Linked DNA regions of Anas platyrhynchos: region 2 is linked to region 1. The links are chromatin contacts, called in public Hi-C maps. All regions are on one chromosome and are shown on one strand. Each heading gives the region's core, a stretch centred on a gene start, on an enhancer-like site or on the middle of the called end of the contact. The rest is flanking DNA. Distances are from core to core; before and after follow the strand shown. Region 1 overlaps LOC106018109 (a long non-coding RNA gene). Region 2 overlaps AGTR1 (angiotensin II receptor type 1).

The links. Hi-C and Micro-C count contacts between places; a contact is called where the count stands out from the background.
Region 2: a Hi-C map of skeletal muscle shows a contact between it and region 1, with 4 times the contacts expected there. The contact joins two enhancer-like sites. A contact is called at or near these places in 2 of 8 Hi-C or Micro-C datasets (skeletal muscle and subcutaneous adipose tissue).

What each region holds. Positions count from the first base shown.
Region 1 is chr9:26,203,730-26,208,408 of IASCAAS_PekinDuck_T2T, forward strand. It overlaps LOC106018109 (a long non-coding RNA gene), which reads right to left. Exons shown (of 5, transcript XR_002403671.4): 4 at 3,104-3,229. Among named protein-coding and RNA genes, the nearest start is that of AGTR1, 75 kb to the right of the region's middle. Within about 2 kb of position 1,287, at least 1 of the 8 cell types and tissues checked has an H3K27ac peak or open chromatin away from gene starts, as enhancers often do.
Region 2 is chr9:26,296,415-26,301,054 of IASCAAS_PekinDuck_T2T, forward strand. All of the region lies in intron 1 of AGTR1 (angiotensin II receptor type 1), which reads left to right. All of the region lies in intron 2 of CPB1 (carboxypeptidase B1), which reads left to right. Among named protein-coding and RNA genes, the nearest start is that of CPB1, 18 kb to the left of the region's middle. Within about 2 kb of position 1,502, at least 1 of the 8 cell types and tissues checked has an H3K27ac peak or open chromatin away from gene starts, as enhancers often do.

The DNA.
Region 1 (4,679 bases), core at 37-2,536:
GAAACATGATCAACTTAGGTTTGTATAAAAGAAAATAGTTGAGATCCTCGACTCTTCCCTGTCTCCTTCACAAGCAAAGGATCGGGGCAGTGGAGCTTAAAGAGCAATGCAAGAAACATCACCCATATTTAAACTGATTAACTGAATGTGGACAATGAAATACATCCATGGTCAAGCAACACATTTCTCCTAGGTTATGTGTACATCACTGTAATGTCTTAACACAATATTGCTGGGAATGCTTCCCTGGCTTGTTCTCTAAAGACTGAAATAATGTGCAATATATCTACTATTCCTGTATCAGTAAAGATTAAGTATTTTTGTTTATTGCAATACTGATAACAAACAAGTTAGAGCTATTAAAACAGGTTTTATTTCCCCTGCAATCTAAGCAAACAAAATACATCTGAAATTTCCATTTTTAAAAGATGCTGAAAATACAATTCCTAGCTGTTTTGCTTTTGAATCCATTTTTCTTAAGGTCACCAAAGAAGATTGTATACTTCAGTAAAGAACTCTGGTGTACTGACACATTTAAAGGTTTTCTTTTCTTTTTTTTTTTTTTAATGCATTATGGGCAAGAACGTATGAGCTTTATCCTACCCTTGTGAGAGTCCGTACATTTAAATATTTTAAAGTTTTACTTTTAATAAGCAAAAAATCATAGTAAAGATTAATTACAGTCTATGACGTACGCCCTCCCAGAATACACCGCCTGAACTATAAGGTAATGAAGTACACGGAAAAGAAAAAAAAATCAGTAGAAATATATATATTTAAAAAAAAAATTCTCAAATGAGTATTTGTTGATCTGAAGAGTTATTCGTCCTAATAATAATGGATAGATTTGAGATACTTTCTTAAATGTCTGATTTAGTGAAGACATGGCAACACATTTGCACCATGGGAGATATTATTCAGTACATGCAGCAAACAACAGTCTCTTAGTAGAGTCATCAGCCTCATTACTGCTTACCAGAGATGTGCATACCTTCAATTACGTTTCGAAGTGCGTACTGCATATACTTTAATTTTACTTAATGAATAAGCTCTTCTGAACAGTATCAGATCCCAGAAATCTGAACTTTGTATAAGAATCTGAATTCACAAAGCAACCCAAACTTTGTCAGTGTATGCACTGATGTGTGAATTCTGAAGCTCAGTCCAGGTATCCAGCTCTTAACCTCTGCACTTGCATCTTTTGTCTCTCTCGGCTTTCTACTGCACAAGCACAAGAACGCTATATAAGAAAAGTAAATATTTGTTCTTTGATTGAACTCTACGGGTAAACGTTCACACAGGGTGTTACAAGGCATAGAGACTCTAACACAAGGTGGTGCTCTCTTCTTATTAAACAGCTTGTTGTTTGGTTTACACGTTGAAAGGAAAATGTCAGGTTTCTCTAAAACTCAAAACGCTTTTCAGACATAGAATTTCAATGTCAGTAATTTCAATAAGTACTAAAGCGCCTTTTTTCCCCTAAAAGGTGTTTTATTGGATGAAATGAAATTAAATCCCTCACTGCATTTATCAGTTCTTCTGTCATAGTTCTGTCTCCAGATCTTTCAGTCCATCATCCAATCTCTCTAGCCATTTCTGACTTTTTTTTCCCCTCCTCCCACTATCTGGATGTCATCAGGACTGAGATTTTCAGCTGGGAAGGGAATACACAAGCTCTTTTCTGCTGAGAAGGGGCGGGGCAATAAAAATCTGTTTGTTAGGTTTGTATCAAGTGGTAACTGAGGATCCCTTTGAGAGTTTATGAACAAAGTCTCCTCAAATCACACAGGTTCCACCCATGAGACTCGACTCCAAGCTCAATCCCCTATTAATGATCTAACCGTGGTTTACTTCATACTAGCATTACTAACAGGAAGTGTCAGCATTACAGTTTTTGCCACTTCTCTCCCCTGAGCAAACACTGGTGGGCCTTTATTGCCAGAACTTCCAAATCAACCCCCAAAGCACCGATCACAATACTGTCCATGAGAATGACAGCGCATGCAGCTTTTCCAGATGGGGGAGAGGTGGTGGGGTGACACAATAACTCAGCTTGCTTGTTACAAAAGGCTTTCTTTTAGATACAAAGAAATATCAGATCTATTTCAAACTGCACATTTCTGCCAGGTTTTGAATTTTCCAAGGTAACATTGGTAACAAATACAGCAACACCCTGTTGACAGCAATCATCACAGACAGCACTCCCATAAATCCTGTGGTTTTTTTTTCAGTGCAGTTCAGACACATGGAAACCTATGCATTACCTCGGAGCATGTGAAGTCCTTCAGCTCAGTATGCGCAAAATCATGGGTAAAAAAACCTTGTCCCTAGTCTCTTACAGACCGTTCTGACTTTTTTGTGAATATTGGCCATCTGCAGGAACCCTCTTAGAAATGCATGCTATAGACTGCAGAGGCACACCTTGTTAACTATAAGATTAGTGCATTTAATCTCTCATGAAGACACCAGTGGTGGAAATTTCATACTGAAAATTGGATTCTTGCCTTTTTCAAAAATGTAAGCTACCAAGCAGCTGACTACCTTTTCAATCACCTTTGAAAATTCCATGACAAATTAGAGACAGTGGAAATTCAAAAACAAAATCAGCAAGATGAACATTTCTCATCCCATCTTTAGAATTAAAGAGTATCACAAGAATAGTAAGCATATGATAAATTAGTTAACTTTTAAAGACCTGTGTTACACAAACATCTCTTTAATCGGATTACTTTGGTGCTGTAGGAGTGTGCCATCTTATATTTCCTCAAAGAACACGCTGTTCGGTTACTGTAGCATTTCTATATCTGGATTAATTAGAAACGGAAATGTGGATACAATTAAGTTTGAAATTAAACACACTTTGTAGCAGTGAAGATAATCACTGCTTTAGAATGATCTGGCTGTTCCAACCTGTGAAGTATCAAACTATTCCCTCAATTAATTGGAACAGTACTGTGTGTTCTTGGAGCCAGCTAACTATGGCACACTGTACAGAATATCTATGGACATATCAGTTCTCTGACCTATTATTTGACCTGTATTATTTGATTATAAGAATAATTAATGTTGTTACACAATTAGTGATGTCAAGCATAGTACTTACACTTCTAAATGACTTTGGTCGATTCCATCTCTTATTCTAGCTACTGTTGGTTTGCGCTTCCTGCTGTATTCAGTGAAAACACCCCAAACAAGCAAACTCAAGTGCCACTGAATTCAAAGTCCTTTCCTGTGAACCAGAGCAGAAGTGATTATTAATTTCAATTTCTATAAAGGGTCTGCACAAATAGTATGTTCTCTCAAAACAGTTAAAAGACAAGTCCCTTTCCCCAATACTACCTTTTCTTGATGAAGAATGAAAAGTTCAAGTGCAGAAATCAAGCAAGGTTCAAGACCACAGTGACTGGGATAATACTAGTGTAACTCTGTGCTTTCTAATGTCAATTTATCTCTCAGTAGAAAGACAGCAGAGTAAACTACATTTTATCCTAAGAAGAAGATGCAACAATAAGGTGATGTTCTTGGGGCTACGACTCTAAGAACCCTGTTAGCAACAGGCCATTGGGAAATAAACTACAAGGCCAGTCAGTCTCACCTCTGCCCCTGGAAAGGTGTTGGAACAGCTTGTTCTACATGCCATCTCCAAGCAATTGGAAGAGAAGAAGGTTATGAGGAGTAGTCAGCATGGATTCACCAAGGGGAAGTCGTGCTCGACCAACCTCATTGCCTTCTATGATGGCATCACCAGCTGGGTAGATGAGGGGAGAGCAGTGGATGGCATCTACCTGGACTTTATCAAGGCTTTTGATACTGTCTCCCATGACATCCTGATAGCAAAGCTGAGAAAGTGTGGGATAGAGGAGTGGACAGCAAGGTGGGTTGAGAACTGGCTGACTGTCCGAACTCAGAGGGTGGTGATCGGTGGTGCAGAGTCCAGCTGGAGACCTGTGACTAGCAGTGTTCCCCAGGGGTCAGTCCTGGGTCCAGTCTTGTTCAGCATCTTCATCGATGACCTTGATGAAGGAATAGTGTCTGCCCTCAGCAAGTGCGCCAATGACACAAAGCTGGGAGGAGTGGCTGACATGCCAGAAGGCTGTGCTGCCATTCAGCAAGACCTGGACAGGCTGGAGAGATGGGCAGGAAGAAACCAAATGAGATTTAATAAGAGCAAGTGTTGAGTCCTGCACCTGGGAAGGAACAACCACACATATCAGTAGAGGCTGGGGGACAACCTGCTGGAGAGGAGCTCTGAGGAGAAGGACCTGGGGGTCCTGGTGGATGACAGGTTGACCATGAGCCAGCAGTGTGCCCTCGTGGCAAAAGAGGGCCAATGGGATCCTGGCGTGCATTAAAAGGAGTGTGGCCAGCAGGTCAAGGGAGGTGATCCACCCCCTCTACTCTGCCCTGGTCAGGCCTCACCTGGAGTACTGTGTCCAGTTCTGGGCTCCCCGGTACAAGAAAGACAGGGATCTCCTGGAAAGAGTCCAGCAGAGGGCCACAAAGATAATATAGGGCCTGGAGCATCTTTCCTATGAGGAAAGGCTGAGAGACCTGGGTCTGTTCAGCCTGGAGAAAAGAAGACTGACAGGGGATCTCATCAATGTGTACAAATACCTGAGGTGTGGGGGACAGAGAGATTTGGCCAACATCTTTTCAGTGGTTTGTGGGGACAGGACAAG
Region 2 (4,640 bases), core at 252-2,751, 93 kb after region 1:
TTTGTCTTGCATTGCATTTTAAAGAAATAATCTTGAAGGAAAGTGATACTGTGGAAAGTGATGACATTTCATTATGAAATAATAATCCTATTTTTAAATAGGAAATACAGACCTCTAGTGGTGGAAATATATATTATACTCATGAAACTTCAATTTAAATATCACCATGCTGAACTGTGTCATTTTCCTTTACACCCCCCCCAACCACTCAAAAAAAAAAAAAAAAAACAACATTCAAAATAAGCCCAATTGCACTGTTCAGTCATTCTTCAAGCATTGATGTTTCCAGAGGAAAAAGTTGCAGAGTTGAAAGCTACTTGGGAAGTGAAGGGAAAATAATGAGAGTAGCCTATGAAAATGGAAGAGATGTTATTCTTTTCAGCATAAGTTATGAAAGCCATAACGTAGAAGGACAGACTTTTGAAGTATTCTCAAAGAAACAAATACAGAGAATTCTTACAGAGAAGGTCAGAGTACATAAATAGTTCGTGTTTATGAGACAGCAATAACTAGTCCTCTGCTAGCACAAAATAAGTAATACCCAATTTAGAGTTTTGATGCAGTAGGACTATATCCTAGAAAGATCACAGGCGGTTTATTTGCCATTTCTATAGAGCTAGCATGAATGAAGGTGACTAGCTCCAACTCCTGCAAGGGGAAGATACAAAGAATCCATATATAGGTTACAGAATTAAAAAATATAAATATTTTTAGTAATTTTTTAAAATATATATACAGTTCTGCACCTTAAGACTGGCAAGAAAACGCTAGTACACCTCGCTTCTACATGATTCTTAGTTGTAATAGTTAAAATAATTAATTGCTGAAAACATTTAACTGCTGCATGTTAGCATAGGGTAAGCCAAGCATAAGTTAATTAAAATTTATTTCAGATCAGGGCCCCTCTCCTGTGAAACACATGAATATGGATAAGGCTCCACTTAGCTTATGGAATAAGTGAGAGTAATAATTGAGTATAATATAGTTATTTGGAAATATATTAGCATAGGTCATAAAAATACACATTTATAAAGCTAATACTGTATATTCAGAGCATACTTCTGAAGCAAAAAGTTAAACACAGTACTGTGACTCAGAAGATTACCAAAACAAAACACCACAAAATTGACAGCAATTTCAGACTGATTGTTCCTTTATGCAAGACTGAATAGGACAGCTATTCAAAGGAAACGCACAGCCAATTACAAGGTCCTCTAAATTCTACTTGTTCTCATATCAAACCACCTTTTGATCCAAAATTGCAAAAGCAACAGCCAACTTGACAGTTACTAATAAGAATCTTTTGAAGCTTGCTTTCTGTTCTTGTTGCTCATGAACCAATGCACTGGCAGTGTTCCAGTTCTATACTGCCAATGCAGTTCCATTTCAGTAATGTTTTGATTTATTGTCATTTACCATGAAGTCAGATGACCTCTGTGGAAGATAGAGGCAGTGATGACAGGAGGCCTATGCACACAGCAAGGCCACACTAGCTTGAATTACCAGCCTTTGTTTGCCTTTGTTTGCCCAAGTGTTTGCATTGCTCTCACCCTCCTCATTTCACATATCAACTGTGGACTAAAAATACTTTTTCATATTTACAATTTCAGTGAAAGTGAGGCTGGAACATTCACTTTGAGAAACCTGAGAATGTAGTGCTGTTCTAGCACACCATCAAAACCACAGGATAAGGGCATCTCCAAATTAAAGAAATTAAAAACATTTCTGTCTTGAGCTGCTACGTGACACCTTGGGAATAGACTGGCAATAGGCATATGCTGCAGTGAACAGATTTCACTTATGAGACTGGTTTGGAGCCACAGGACTAGGGAGTGCAGCAAGCTCAGCTTTGCCATTCCACTGGGAATCTGCATACAAGTGACAACAGCCACGGGGCTCCCAAAGAGTATTTCTTCCTTCAGTTCTGGAGCATGGTTTTATAATTGCATGAGCACAGGTTTTCTACCAGAATATTTGCTCAGACAGGAACTGCAGTCAGTACGTTTATATTCATTTATCTTCTAAATCCATATTTGTTAAACAGTAATTCTTTCTCTGAACAGACTCCTTCTCCATTTGATGCAGGCCATTTGTGGAATATAATCTACTGCCAGGTGAGCAGTAGTAGTGCTCAAGAACCCATGCAGGGGAGAGTCTGAAGTAGGTATAGGACTGGTATTAAGGCAGTGGTGATAAAGGGGGTTGTTCTGTTGGGTATAAAAAATGTAGTGAGATGAGACATTTGGGAGGTATCATTAGTTTCTCAACAATTAGAAAAATAAAATGCAAGAAATTAGGAAGGGGAGGGGAGCTAAACTCCCAAGATAAAGGAAAAAAGCTTATGGCACAAGAAGGAAGTGAACATAGTTAATATATTGAATGTATGATTCCAAACATTTCACAGCCTCTCTTCTACCTGTGTAATAATCTTATAAAATTAGAATGCATCATCCTCAAAGAGAAGTATCTTCTCATTTGTAAGAAAAGCAAATAATCCACCTACCATCAGAAGGAAAAAAACACATTACCTAATGGCAGGGTGGCTAAACTGTGGCAGGGTTGGTCAATCAGAGTTTACTTAGTCTGTCAAAGCAAGTATGCAAAACAAATTTTTGTTTAAAAATTGACTTGGGACATCTGTGTACCTGATATCTGATCAAGTTCTCACAGAAAGCCATGGTCAGTGTGATCTTATCTTTCACCAGGCAGAGTGCTTTTTAACTTGCACAGACCCAGCATTCCTTGTTTCAGTAGACAGTTTTATTAAGATGCATGCTCACCCAAAAGCAGCGATGAACAGAAAGATAAATAATAGTTGGTAGAGCAGTCTGAATCAGTTCACGATCAGTGACTTCTTATAATCATCGTAATTAAAAGTAGATAAAAGGTCACAGGACAGTAGCATACAACAGGGATTTGCTGCTCTCCAGATAATATGGTTTGAGATGGATGTTGACATACAATTCACAATCACATCAATTCAAACCTCTTGGAAAAAGCTCCTTGTGTATCAGCCTTCAAATGATCCAATTATCATTATATTAACTCAGGTCATTTCAGATGCTTTAAATGGTATTACCAATGTGCACAATTTCAGTTGCAACATTTTCAAACACATCAGTACTTCTCATACAGAAATACCTGCTTTGTATAAAATGTGTATAACCACAGTCATGGAGAAATTTCTTGCTCAGCCTTAACTGCGCCCTGGTCTACTTTACCGCATGTCTGGCTTGCAATGCTCATGTTCTTGGTGGAGACTTCGTTTTGGTTTCTTACTACTTACTTTGGCCATTATCTCAATGGGAATATAAGTGAGCAAAGGCTTCTATAGTGAATAAACCACACAGCACCTTTGCAGCAAGGCAAATATTGCATTGTGGAATCTACCAGTTATTGTCAAACCTTCCTGGGCACTTCCATAACCAAGGGTTGAGATATGAGAATTTCTTGATCTTGCAAACTTTTTATGTTGTCTCTCCCTGTTCTGCAGGCAGCATGACATTCCACAGAGGCAAACACCAACTACTCTAGATTTGGCACAGTTTGAAAGCAGGAGGTTGAGCTCAGGATGCATTACACTGCCACACATGATCAGAATGGCACACATTTGTTTTTGTGAGATGCATTTGCTTGACTTTTTAATGTCTTAAACATGGTTAAAATCGCTGATGTCATATTGAGCCATCTTCACCAACCAAGGAAACAAGACAAATTCACATAATGAATTGGAGATGTTGGGAGGTGTTGCACTGCGTATCTTGACAAAAGGTTTGTCACTGGTTGCAGTTAACTAGATATTCCAATTCTGATAGAATTAGCAAGAACCTACATCTTGAAAGTGCACTGTTAGCTTAATTGAAATGAATCAGCTAACTAATGCAGACCTAATAATCGAACATAAAATAAGACAGAAACAATAATAATATAATAAATATAAAAATATATTTCTAAATTATATCGAGTATATATATATTTATATATTATATAACATCATATAATAATAATTTTATATTATTATTAAATATATTGATATATAATGTGAGTTGTATATAAAATTATAATTATAAATTATAGCAATATAATGAATATAATGATTATGATAATAAACGTTAATATAAAATCTTAAAAGATAATAAAGTGAGAGCCACAGGGATACTTTGCTCAAAAGGTACTGACTGCAACCCCTGTTCTGTGTTTGGTCCCTGGCTTTTCTACAGGCTTCCTATGTGGACTTTGCTGAGGTGACTCTATGCTTCACTTTCCTATTAAAACTTTAAAAAGGTTTTTGGGGGAGGTTGGTTGGTTGAAAAAAAAACTAATTTGTATTAAAAAAAAAATGAATCTGTATTCATTTATTTTGTTAATGCAACATCTTAATGCTTAAGTGTAGTTTCTGAGATATCCGAATAACTTTGCTCATGAGATATAGCACCTATCTATGGAAAAAAATAACCTAGATAACTGTACATTCGTTTGGTACTTTGAGTCTCTGTTACAACATATGTTCATTAACTAGTTGTATTTTGAACTGTAAACTTATTAAGTAATTGAAAGAAGTTTGTTGGCTTTCATTTACATTAAAAAATAATCTAACAATGTACACCGAACTCCTAACATTATTACCTCTGTTTTATTCC